Linked DNA regions of Danio rerio: all the other regions are linked to region 1. The links are chromatin contacts, called in public Hi-C and HiChIP or PLAC-seq maps. All regions are on one chromosome and are shown on one strand. The core of a region is the stretch at or near the end of the contact, and the rest is flanking DNA. Distances in the headings are between cores, read along the strand shown.

What was found. A called contact is a pair of places that touch in the nucleus more often than the background predicts. HiChIP or PLAC-seq counts read pairs in DNA pulled down with a chosen protein or histone mark.
Region 2: an H3K4me3 HiChIP or PLAC-seq map of gastrula embryo shows a contact between it and region 1, with 2.1 times the contacts expected there. The contact joins the promoter of bod1l1 here to the promoter of fat4 in region 1. A contact is called at or near these places in 2 of 4 datasets of contacts at active chromatin or transcription factors (embryo and gastrula embryo).
Region 3: an H3K4me3 HiChIP or PLAC-seq map of gastrula embryo shows a contact between it and region 1, with 3 times the contacts expected there. The contact joins the promoter of nudt6 here to the promoter of fat4 in region 1. A contact is called at or near these places in 2 of 4 datasets of contacts at active chromatin or transcription factors (embryo and gastrula embryo).
Region 4: a contact with region 1 is called in a Hi-C map of an unstated tissue, with 2.6 times the contacts expected there. The contact joins the enhancer-like site here to the promoter of fat4 in region 1. A contact is called at or near these places in 2 of 18 Hi-C or Micro-C datasets (embryo and an unstated tissue) and 2 of 4 datasets of contacts at active chromatin or transcription factors (caudal fin and gastrula embryo).

What each region holds. Positions count from the first base shown.
Region 1 is chr14:589,553-592,271 of GRCz12tu, forward strand. fat4 (FAT atypical cadherin 4) reads right to left here and starts at 1,409. Exons shown (of 17, transcript XM_073922402.1): 1 at 1-1,409. The coding sequence starts at 1,031.
Region 2 is chr14:339,240-341,958 of GRCz12tu, forward strand. It overlaps bod1l1 (biorientation of chromosomes in cell division 1-like 1), which reads right to left and starts at 1,321. Exons shown (of 24, transcript XM_009307627.5): 1 at 1,130-1,321; 2 at 369-493. The coding sequence starts at 1,246. trnal-aag (transfer RNA leucine (anticodon AAG)) reads right to left here and starts at 2,655; the gene lies at 2,574-2,655.
Region 3 is chr14:748,965-751,683 of GRCz12tu, forward strand. It overlaps nudt6 (nudix (nucleoside diphosphate linked moiety X)-type motif 6), which reads left to right and starts at 1,367. Exons shown (of 5, transcript NM_001089522.2): 1 at 1,367-1,651; 2 at 2,467-2,670. The coding sequence starts at 1,372.
Region 4 is chr14:450,562-453,280 of GRCz12tu, forward strand. No RefSeq gene overlaps it. Among named protein-coding and RNA genes, the nearest start is that of zgc:92045, 87 kb to the left of the region's middle. Within about 2 kb of position 1,395, at least 11 of the 62 cell types and tissues checked have an H3K27ac peak or open chromatin away from gene starts, as enhancers often do.

The sequences.
Region 1 (2,719 bases), core at 159-2,658:
GGGTCATTATCGTTAACATCGAGCAATTTAACAGTAGCTTCAGTTCTAGTGTAAAGTGAAGGGACGCCGTTATCCACAGCGTGGATGGTGAGAGAATACTCCCTTTTAGTCTCGTAATCCAACCCCTCCTTTATAACAACAGTCCCAGCCTTGGGGTCAATCTGAAAAGGAGTCCCCTCATCTAAAAGATAGGTTATTTCAGCGTTTGCACCTTCATCCAGATCACTGGCTGCAATCTGCAGCACACTAGAGCCGACGGCAGCATCCTCAAACACACTAGTCTGATACTGCTCATGGTCAAAAGAGGGAGGGTTGTCGTTTATATCCTGAATAGTGACGTTTACTTGAAGATAGCCAAACTTTTTGGGCTCTCCTTTATCTTCCACTTGAATAAGCAGCTGGTAGAATGGAGTCGTTTCTCTGTCCAGCCCTCCAGTGGAGACTAGGTGTAAAAACGCGCCCTCTCCGCTCGGGTTGACGGTGATGTCCAGGCGGAATTTCCGCTGGTCGTTCCCGCTGATGATCCGGTATGTGGTGTGATCCACTCCGTTGCTACCGATGTCCGCGTCGGTGGCGGTGTCCAGAATGACCTGCCGCCCGCTGCTCGCGTCCTCTTTAAACGACACCACTATCGACGCGTCGGGAAACACGGGCGCGTTATCATTGATATCCAGCACCACGATGCGCACTTCAGTCGGGTAAGTCGGCTGGCTGGACAGCACCACCACATTGATGATGTTCCCGGGCAGAACTTCCCGATCGATCACGGAGGACGTGTAGATGACGCCCGTCGTCGCGTTGATGGAAAAAAGTTTGTGCTGCTCGCTGAATCTGTACGTGAAGGCGGGTTTGGTCTCGATGGTGCCCACATAGGTGCCCACCGGCTGCTCCTCAAGAACCTCAAACTCCTGCCGAACTTGACTGGAGACAGAACAGCGCGATAAAGTCCAGAACACGAGCAGAACGAGGTGCGTGGAGGTACCTGAAAGCGCCATGATCGCAGATGCAGTCCGGGTTTTCCCGAGCCTCATACATTCACCTCAGATTTGCAGCATTATATCCATTAAAACGGAGAGAAAGAGACTCGGAACTCGCGCTGAAAGTTGATTAATCCACAGGGGTATTCCTTAAAACTGCTTTATGCTCTGTTTGAGGAAAGTTGAAGAGGTGTAGCTGCTGTAAAATCCTGTCAGAGATCGTGCAGTAAAACTCCTCTCATGATGATGATGATGATGGTGGTGATGATGATGGAGTTTCCATTGTGAGCTAAACTAAAAAGTTCGCTCTTTTGTAAATCCTCCCACCTCACAATGTGAGCTTTCTAAATCTTATTTTAATGATTTCCCTGAAGGAAATAAGCGAGCTCTCGGTGTATCCCTGTGATTCTGCTACGGGATGTCCCGCGGAATAACGGTGAGCAAACTTCTCTTTGCTGCCCTGACTGAGAACAAAAGCCCGAGTTGAGAAAACTCCCGCCCTGCTCTGCTGCTATTGGCCTCCTGCGTGCGGCCACGCCTCTCTTTGGCTCCGCGTTCTATTGTAAAGTCATCGAGCAGGGCTCTGATTGGACGAGGGAGACGTCAATCATGGCTCAGACGGACTGTTATAAGAGAGTTGCGCTCCAGGTATTGAATGTACCGTTATGTGCCCATAATAACACCGACTGCTCATTTATATGCCAGCCGTCGCTTTTAGCAGCTCAACTGTGCATATTTTACTGCACTGAAAATAAAATACTCAAGGGTGATTCCTTGGATTTACTAAATTAAGTGGTTGTAAACTTTATTTAGGCTAAATGTAAACAAATTAAGTTGAACATTACTCAATTTAATTTGTTTAAATTCAACACGTTTATTGTTTGACACAATTTTGCAGACATCTTTTTTTTTCGGTCTAGGAGGTATATTTGTAGATGTTGCATTTATTTAATCTATGTTTTAGTGTGCCTTATTTGTTAAAAAAACACAACTGTGATCCTGTTTTGTCTGTAGGATTGAAAAGGTCTTATAAACCACATTAAAAAGCATCAGTCTGTGCTCAGAATTGTTCTAAATTTGATGTATTTTCATAATTGTAGTAATTTAATACAATAAGATGCAATAGCTCATCACTAAAATGCAGATGTGTGTCAGAGAAATCGTATTGTTCACAGTAAGCAACGTAAAAGCAAATGTATGGAGAGAAAGGGAACATATTCAATGCATGTTCAATGTTTTAAAGAACATTTGAGAAGGTTTAATCTAAAAATATGCATGAAATAAATAATGTCTATTTTAGGGTGCCTCATTTGTTAAAAAAAAAAAATCACAACTGTGATAGTTTTCCCTGTCTGTAGGATTTAAAAGGTCTTATAAATCACATTAAAGCACCAGTCTGTGCTCAGAATTGCTCTAAATTTGATTCATTTTCATAATTTTTGTTAATTAATACAATCAGATGCAACAGCAATTCACTACAATGCGGATATGGGTCAAAGAAATCGTATTGTTTGCATGAAATTTAATTTAAAGCAATGTAAAAGTAAATGTATGGAGAGAAAGAAAACACATTGAGTGCATGTTTAATGCTTTAAATAACATTTGAGAAGGTTTCACCCTAAAAAAAAAACGTGTGAAATAGTCAATAAGTGTATACAATATTTATGTAATTGTGAACAACATACTTATTCTGTCATATATATATATATATATATATATATACAGCGCTCAGTATAATTGAG
Region 2 (2,719 bases), core at 71-2,570, 250 kb before region 1:
AGGTATAGAGACAGACAGACAGGTATAGAGACAGCCAGACAGACAGGTATAGAGACAGACAGGTATAGAGACAGACAGACAGACAGGTATAGAGACAGACAGACAGGTATAGAGACAGACAGACAGACAGGTATAGAGACAGACAGGTATAGAGACAGACAGACAGACAGGTATAGAGACAGACAGACAGACAGGTATAGAGACAGACAGGTATAGAGACAGACAGGTATAGAGACAGACAGACAGGTATAGAGACAGACAGGTATAGAGACAGACAGGTATAGAGACAGACAGACAGGTATAGAGACAGACAGGTATAGAGACAGACAGACAGGTATAGAGACAGACAGGTATCGAGACAGACGTACTGCTGCACCAGCTGTCTGATGCTGTTCCTCAGCTGGTTCTTGTTCAGCTGTGGGCTCCAGGTGTGGTTTGCCAGATGATTGGACACAAAGTTGTCAACACGCTGCCGCAGGTGCAGATATGCCGGCTGGAGGAGACACACACACACACACACACACACAAACACACACAATAAACTACACAGATAAACCTACTGTAGCACACCTGAAACTCTGATGTCCTGAAGATTATCAACACCATACTGACCATTAAACTCATTATATATACACACACACTCAAGCACCTACTGTTATAAACTGATATAAACATCTGGATTTACATGAAGGATGAGCACATAAACATCAGCAGCGCCCGCCCTAAACCCTGTACTGCTGTCATCATCATCATCATCATCATCATCACACTAAATACAGCAGAATCCTGATGTGTCACATGAGATCCTCCACAAACACACTCAGCTCTGTTTCCATCTGCTCAGAGCTGCTCCATTATACTGAATATAATCACTGCGCTGCTGTACTGCCGAGACGGACTGAGAGAGGGTGTGTGTGTGTGTGTGTGTATATATATATATATATATATATATATATATATATATATATATATATATATATATATATATATATATATATATATATTAACGTGTGTTTATTTTTGTTTATCTGTATATTTTGGTGTGTGTGTGTGTGTGAGAATGAAGATAGAGGTGTGTGTGTGTGTGTGTGTGTGTGTGTGTGTGTGTGTGTGTGTGTGTGTGTTTTGCCTTTGTGTCCACGTCCGCCAGGCAGTCTCTGCGGAACTGGTCGAACAGTCCTTCGGTCTTCAGATGATTCACGATCACCGACACGAGCTGCGGGTCTCCGGGGTGAAGCGCCGCCATCACGGACACACCGACAACACAACCGAATACACCGATCCGTTACAGAGCCGCGGACAGCCGGAAGTTTATACCGCTAACTGGAAACGCGAAACAGGCGAGAAGAAGAAACTACAGCTCTGAACGAACGAAAGCGCCGCCTGTTGGTCTCCATGGGTCAGTGCAGTTCTGTGGGTGAAGATCGTGTGCTAATGAGTGTCAGGGAATGTTTTGTTTGATCATATGCTGTTATTACATTCATATTTAACAATTAGAACCACGACATATATTCACATTATTGCTGAAAAAACTGAGGAAATCATAATAATTAAATATATTATGAATAAAGTACTAATAAAGAAGCAAATACATTAATGTTTAACTAAATAATCAAGAAAAGAAGAGGTTCGGGAATTTTAGTAACACATATATGTGTATATATAATATAACACTATACCATATTATAATATACTAAACTAGTACTGATGATAATATAATAATAATAAACTTTGGAATGGGAGATATTGGACAATACGTGTGTCCAGTTACATTTGTGTGCATAAAACTTAATAATATTAATTAATAACATAAAGATTTTACTCTTATCCATACATTTATTAGCACAGTAAAATAGGATCTCTCTTCCTCATATTAATTTCAGATCCTCTCAATATAGTTTGGGTGAGGATCATAGACAGTATTAAAATAGGTGTTGCGCTTACTCCGTCATCTGTCTCTAAAGTAGACATGTTTTGCTCTATTAGGATACAGTTTAATTAGGTGCTGTTTTAACTGATGATCGACCATGGCAGATATGGAGAAATTGACATTTCTGACTCATGTCAAACCTTTTCAGGGTGTTTAGGGAGGAATTTTCATTCAATTTTTAGGGAAAACCTAATTTGTTGACTGTATAGGAAAGTCGTAGGGGTTTGGAAGGGCTCGAGGCTGAGTAACTGATGGCAGAATGTTTATTTTGGGTTGAATACACCTTTAAAACCCTGATGATCTTCTGGAATAGATGTGTCACTGTTGTTTCTGGAAGAACAGACTGTTGTTTCAGTCATAGATGTGTGATGTGTTTCTCCTAATCGGGGTTTTGCAGAAGACAGGGTGATACGCCCCTCTTACTTTTACAGCCAGACCATTTAAAACAGGTGATTAATAATTATTATATAATAATATATAATATATATAATTATATAATAAGACCCACAATCACCTCAGAGTGGGAAACAGCGCGAAATAGTGTGTGTTTAGCTGTATGTGAAGTTACTTTGGAACATGTTGTGATTATTAGCATAAGTCGCCCTTTTATTATTATAATGTGCTAATAAATTAAAAACGTTTCTGGCAGCGGTGGGATTCGAACCCACGCCCCCGAAGAGACTGGAGCCTTAATCCAGCGCCTTAGACCGCTCGGCCACGCTACCGTTGTGAACTACGCATTCCTGAGCGCTCTCAAACACTACATTACCCACCCACCACTTTTGTGTT
Region 3 (2,719 bases), core at 117-2,616, 160 kb after region 1:
TGGATCTGTAGTGCAGATGTGAAGAACTGGTGATGATGATGATGATGATGATTTGGTTAATTTAGGAAAGAAAGCAGAAGATGAGAATGTGAGAATGAGCAGATCTGGAGACGAGCACGAGGATTCATGAGGCCAGCAGCAGATCTTCTGTTTTACCTGATGTATAATGTTGTTTTCGCTACTCTTGTTTATTTTTCCTTCATTGTCTTTGTCTTAATATCATACAGCAGTATTAACGCTCTTGTGTTGAAAACATTAAGATGAATTAGTATTGAATTGAATTAAAAAATTCTTCAAATTTAAACTGTATTTACAGTCAAAATCCACAAGCTCATTTAATACAGTCTATTTTCATATCATTTATTTAACAGATAAATGTATTAGTATGGTCATAACTGTTTTTGCTCTGCAAATATACCTAAAACAACATATCATTGCGTTTGTTTGATAATAATTAGTCAAACAGCCTTGCATTTTTACAGTTTAATTATAGGTTCATTTAGATGGAGGCAATACAATAATGAAGTATTGTGCTGATAAATGCTTTGTTGTAAGTTTACTTGCACTGGTGTGGTTTTGCTGTGATGGTTTATGTTCTTGTCATCATGTTTTGTGTTAGCATGACATGTGGTTAATGAGGGTTCTCATGTTTCCTGGTCGTACAAACATTGCAACACACTGTAAAAATGCAGGGTTCCATACAATCCCATCATGTCATCCCAATGCAAATTGATTAAGTTAGTGTAATTGTATCAGTTTTTATCTACATATAGCCTAAAAGTGAAATATTAGACTCATTATAGTAAAGGATGAGACGCATAGTTTGTATAGTTTGACCCACAGTTTGCAGAAATAGCTGATCAGAGTGTCTGTAAGTCAGGAAACACTAAATATTCCTCAAAACACTGAAACCTTAAAAACATTTCATTAATAAATTATATGTAATTTAAATTAGTACATAGATTTGATTCACTGAAGCATGTTTTACTCTAACATTACTGAAAAAGTTGACCCCCTTCTCCCCATTGTAATTGGAACAAGCAGCAAAAAAATTTCTTATGCAAAATAAATAAAGGAATAAAAAAGACAGAAATAATTATAAATGTTTATGCATTCATTAAAACCAGTTTTAACACATTGTGATCTGTTTTTAATCATTTTTATTCTTTGTAGTTTTTATTTTCTTACACTTTTTTCTTTATTATTCTTATACTTAATACTTTTATTCTTGTTTAAGTAAAGCACTTTGAATTACCATTATGAATGAAGTGTGCTATAGAAATAAACTAGTCTTGCTCTGCATTTTCCTGTGCGCGAGTACTGCAGTGTTTACGGCGCGCTCGTTCTTATGTTGTTTTGGTTTGATCGATGATGGTTTTGTGGATCATGTCAGCCGGGTTCTGTAGGGTCTCCTCTGGGTTGTGCAGGGTGTCTTCTGGGTTCTTTAGGGTCACTTCTGGCTCCTCCAGGGCCTCATCTGTTTTCGGAAAGTTCCGGCTGGTCTCTGCTGGCTCTGCTCGCTTCTGCTCCGGCTGTGAGGAGCGGCTCTGTCCGCCTCTGCTGGCCGGAGATGTTGATCGGTTTGGCGGCGTGACGGTGCGAGACTTTCCGCCGGACATCAGCGAGGAGGAGTTCAGTGATCTGCTGAAGGGTACGAGAATAATACACCATCTGATGAGAAGTGTTTTTTTGCCAATGTATTTTTTAAATTATAAAAGCTCATCTTTAGGCTTAATTATTCATTATTCATTCATCAAAACATCATCAAAACAATGGATTTCTTTTAAAGTAGTTAATTCAGCAAGTGTTGAGCCTACAGCAGCGGTATGAAAGCCCGTTCTTGCCTCTGAATGAAAAAACTTGTAGATAAAATATAAAGTTGAGATTAAAACTCGCAAAAGCTTTTTACCTAACCTTTTTATTTTATCTATTTGGGTGTTACGTCAAATTAGAAATGAAGATCTCTGTGTTAAAGGCATTCCCCACAACCTCTCCATCATACTCACTCTCCTCTCAGATGCGATGTTGGGCCAAATCAAAGGTTACAGTGGGCCACCTTGGCCAGCGGGCCTTACTTTGGGGCATCTTTGATCTCTATTGACCATATTTGGAATGGTCAACATAGAGCTTCTGCTTGTAGGGGCTTTTTATGGAGTAATAAATGAGCATATAAAACCATTTCTGGATACTTTTTAAACTTACCTAAGCACCTACTATGTAGATATCAGAGAACAGTTTAACTCATTGAATCTCTGTGGTGTTTGGCATGATTTTATGTTTTTGCTTTTATATTTGAAAACAAATGTGTGGCCTGTTTTTTAATATCTAAATATGAAACTAAAATGTGTTATAAATATGTAAATTTCTATAAGTGAATAATAATATTTGTAAATGTGTGTGTGTGTGTGTGTGTGTGTGTGTGTGTGTGTGTGTGTGTGTGTGTGTGTGTGTGTGCGTGTGTGTCAGTGTCTCTGCATCAGTGGCGTTCAGAAGGCCGTGTTGCAGTATGGCTCCATGTCCCCATCTCTCAGTCTCGTGTGTGTTCTGCTGCTGCACGTCACGGCTTCAGTTTCCACCACGCGCGCGGAGATCAGGCTGTTCTGAGCGTGTGGCTCGCGGAGGGGCAAAACCGGCTGCCAGCATTCGCCACACACCAGGTCGGAGTCGCTGGTAAGACAACAACAGCTTTAAATAGGAAAAACCCACATGAAGAAATACT
Region 4 (2,719 bases), core at 145-2,644, 140 kb before region 1:
TTATGAGTATAAACATTAGATGATCACATTGTAATCCCGTGTCCTAACAACACGATACATGATGAGATACCCAGTGATGAGCAGTTTGACTGTTTGCAGCAGACGAAACAGGACAGAAATGTAAACACAGCCATTCAGAAGCACACAATAGTGCACTCACTGCACTCCAGCACAATATATTCTCCAGATCTGAGCTGAACTATCTGCTGCTGCTGTCAGTAGTACAGGAATAAATGTCATGTAAAACTCACATTAGCATTTAACACTGAGTAAAGCACATGAGCTGTAGCTGAGCTGATCACTGTCAGTTTTCTACTGCTCAGCTGTGAGAAGCAGAAGCCGTTTCTAATATATCAGTTTCAACTCCTTTTAATATGGAGAACATTTCTTCTATCATGTGCCGTTGCTTTTCTTTATAACACTGTTTAAATCAGTCTTTAGGCACACTGCTGCTGGTGTCGTCAATCTGGCAACCTGCGCTTGCATTTGTATTGAACCAGGAGTGCAATACCTAGCTCAGCCACCGGGTGTCAAACTTACACACTGCACCTTTAAGTGTATCTCAGAGAAGCTCTTAAAAGCTGAACTCAAGTATATTCTGTGTTGTTTCAGTTTAAATAGCACACTTGAATAATCTTCTTCTTCCTGCTGTATGAATGAGCTGTTCTGGGTCACTCTGGATATAAATGCATCCGCCGAGTGATTCTTAACTGTCTCGTTTCGATCTGCCAGGAGTGTGTGTGTGCGTGTGTGTGGACTCAGCAAGTCTCGGTCGCGCAGCAGAGGCTCAGTTTCATGTGGTTTGTGGACAGATGCCAGACTATGAGGAGCAGCTCTGGGTATATCAGAGGAATCTGCAGCCGCTCTCCAGCACACACACACGTCCACTGCAGTTCTGTGTGTGTGTGTGTGTGTGTGTGTGTGTGTGTGTGTGTGTGTGTGCTGCAGGTCACACTATTGAGTCCTGTAAACATAACTGCAATAATCAGTGTGTGTCTCTGTCTGTGAGTGTGTGTGTGTAGCTTGCCTGTCCTCTCAGCATCCTGTAAAAAAAAACACTGTAAAAATTAGTGTGTGTGACAGTGTGTGCGTGTGTGTGTGTATGATTCTGAGTGTGTGTCAGTGCAAACCCACAATGCCGTAGTTCAGAGCAGAATAAATAAATCTGAAGAGAACTATGCAAAGTTAGCCAGCACTAATGCTACACACACACACACACACACACACACACACACACACACACACACACACACACACACACACACACACACACACACACACACACACACACACACAGAGCGCTGGACTGAAGCCACTGCACATGGTTGTAGTAACTCTGTTTCTCTCTCTCTGGCAGCGCAGATTCAGGCAGACTCATTTCACACGTGTCACATCTCTGCTGTGCCTTTCCACTGCTCTGGCCAGACGCATGCATGCGCACACACATACACGCACTCACACATATGCACACGCATGACAAGAGTTAACAGTGCCAATAATAACTGAGAGAGTTGCTTTGGAAAGATAATTATTGTAAAAAGTGCAGGACAGACCTGAAAAAGAGCGGAAGTCTCGAGCCAATAAGTTTCAACCACACAAATGCTCAGATGATCCGGTCAGTCCAATCCTGGGTTATGCCATATATTTTGGTTGGTGGGTGTTGTTAAATATGTACATCAAATGACATCTATATGAAGACAACAAACTAAAATAAACAAATACAGCACATTATACCACCGCCTCCGCCTCATTGTAAATATGTAGTTAAGCAGTGCAAGCAGATGCTGATTGTGGTGTCGGTGTTCATACCTGGGTCATACCCTTGCAGAAAACAAAATGTTTCAGTTTCTGCGATGTGCACAGATATGGACATTAACTCTTAAAGTCGCCCTGAAACTTTGAGATTGTCATTTTTTCCACTAATGTGATGTAAATCCTCTTCAAATCTGCAAAAAAAAGTTAGGTGGTGTGTGATTTTGTCCTTTGAGAATCGATTGGATTGTTAAAAGACGGTCATCGCCAACAAAATGAAGGAAGATGGACGAAAGGACAAATTCAGAGCTGTGATGTTCCCGCAAAGTACTGATAGTTCCTCTCTAAAGTACAGATAGCCCCGCCCTAAATTACTTTAGCCCCGCCCTAATTGTATAATCCCACCGTAAAGTACAGATAGCCTCACCCTAAAATACTGATAGTCCCACCCTAATGTAAATAGCCCCTCCCCAAAGTACTGATAGTCCCTGCCGAAAATACTGATAGTCCCATCCTAAACTACTGATAGTCTCGTCCTAAACTACTGATAGTCCCGTCCTAATGTAAATAGCCCCTCCCCAAAGTACTGATAGTCCCTGCCGAAAGTACTGATGGTCCCACCCTAAACTACTGATAGTCCCGTCCTAAAGTACTGATAATCTCACCCTAAAGTGCTGATAGTCCCATCTTAAAGTACAGTAGCCCCTCCCTGAAGTACTAATAGCCCTGCCCTAAACTACTTATAGTCCCACCCTAAAGTACATATAGCCCCTCCCTGAAGTACTGATAGTCCCACCCTAAAGTATTAATAGTCTCGCCCTAAAGTAGATAGCCCCTCTCTAAAGTATTGATAGTCCAACACTAAAATACTGATAGTCCCACCGTAAAGTACTGATAGTCTCTCTATTAATTACTAATAGTCTCACCCTAAAGTACTGATAGTCTCACCCTAAAGTGCTGATACCCT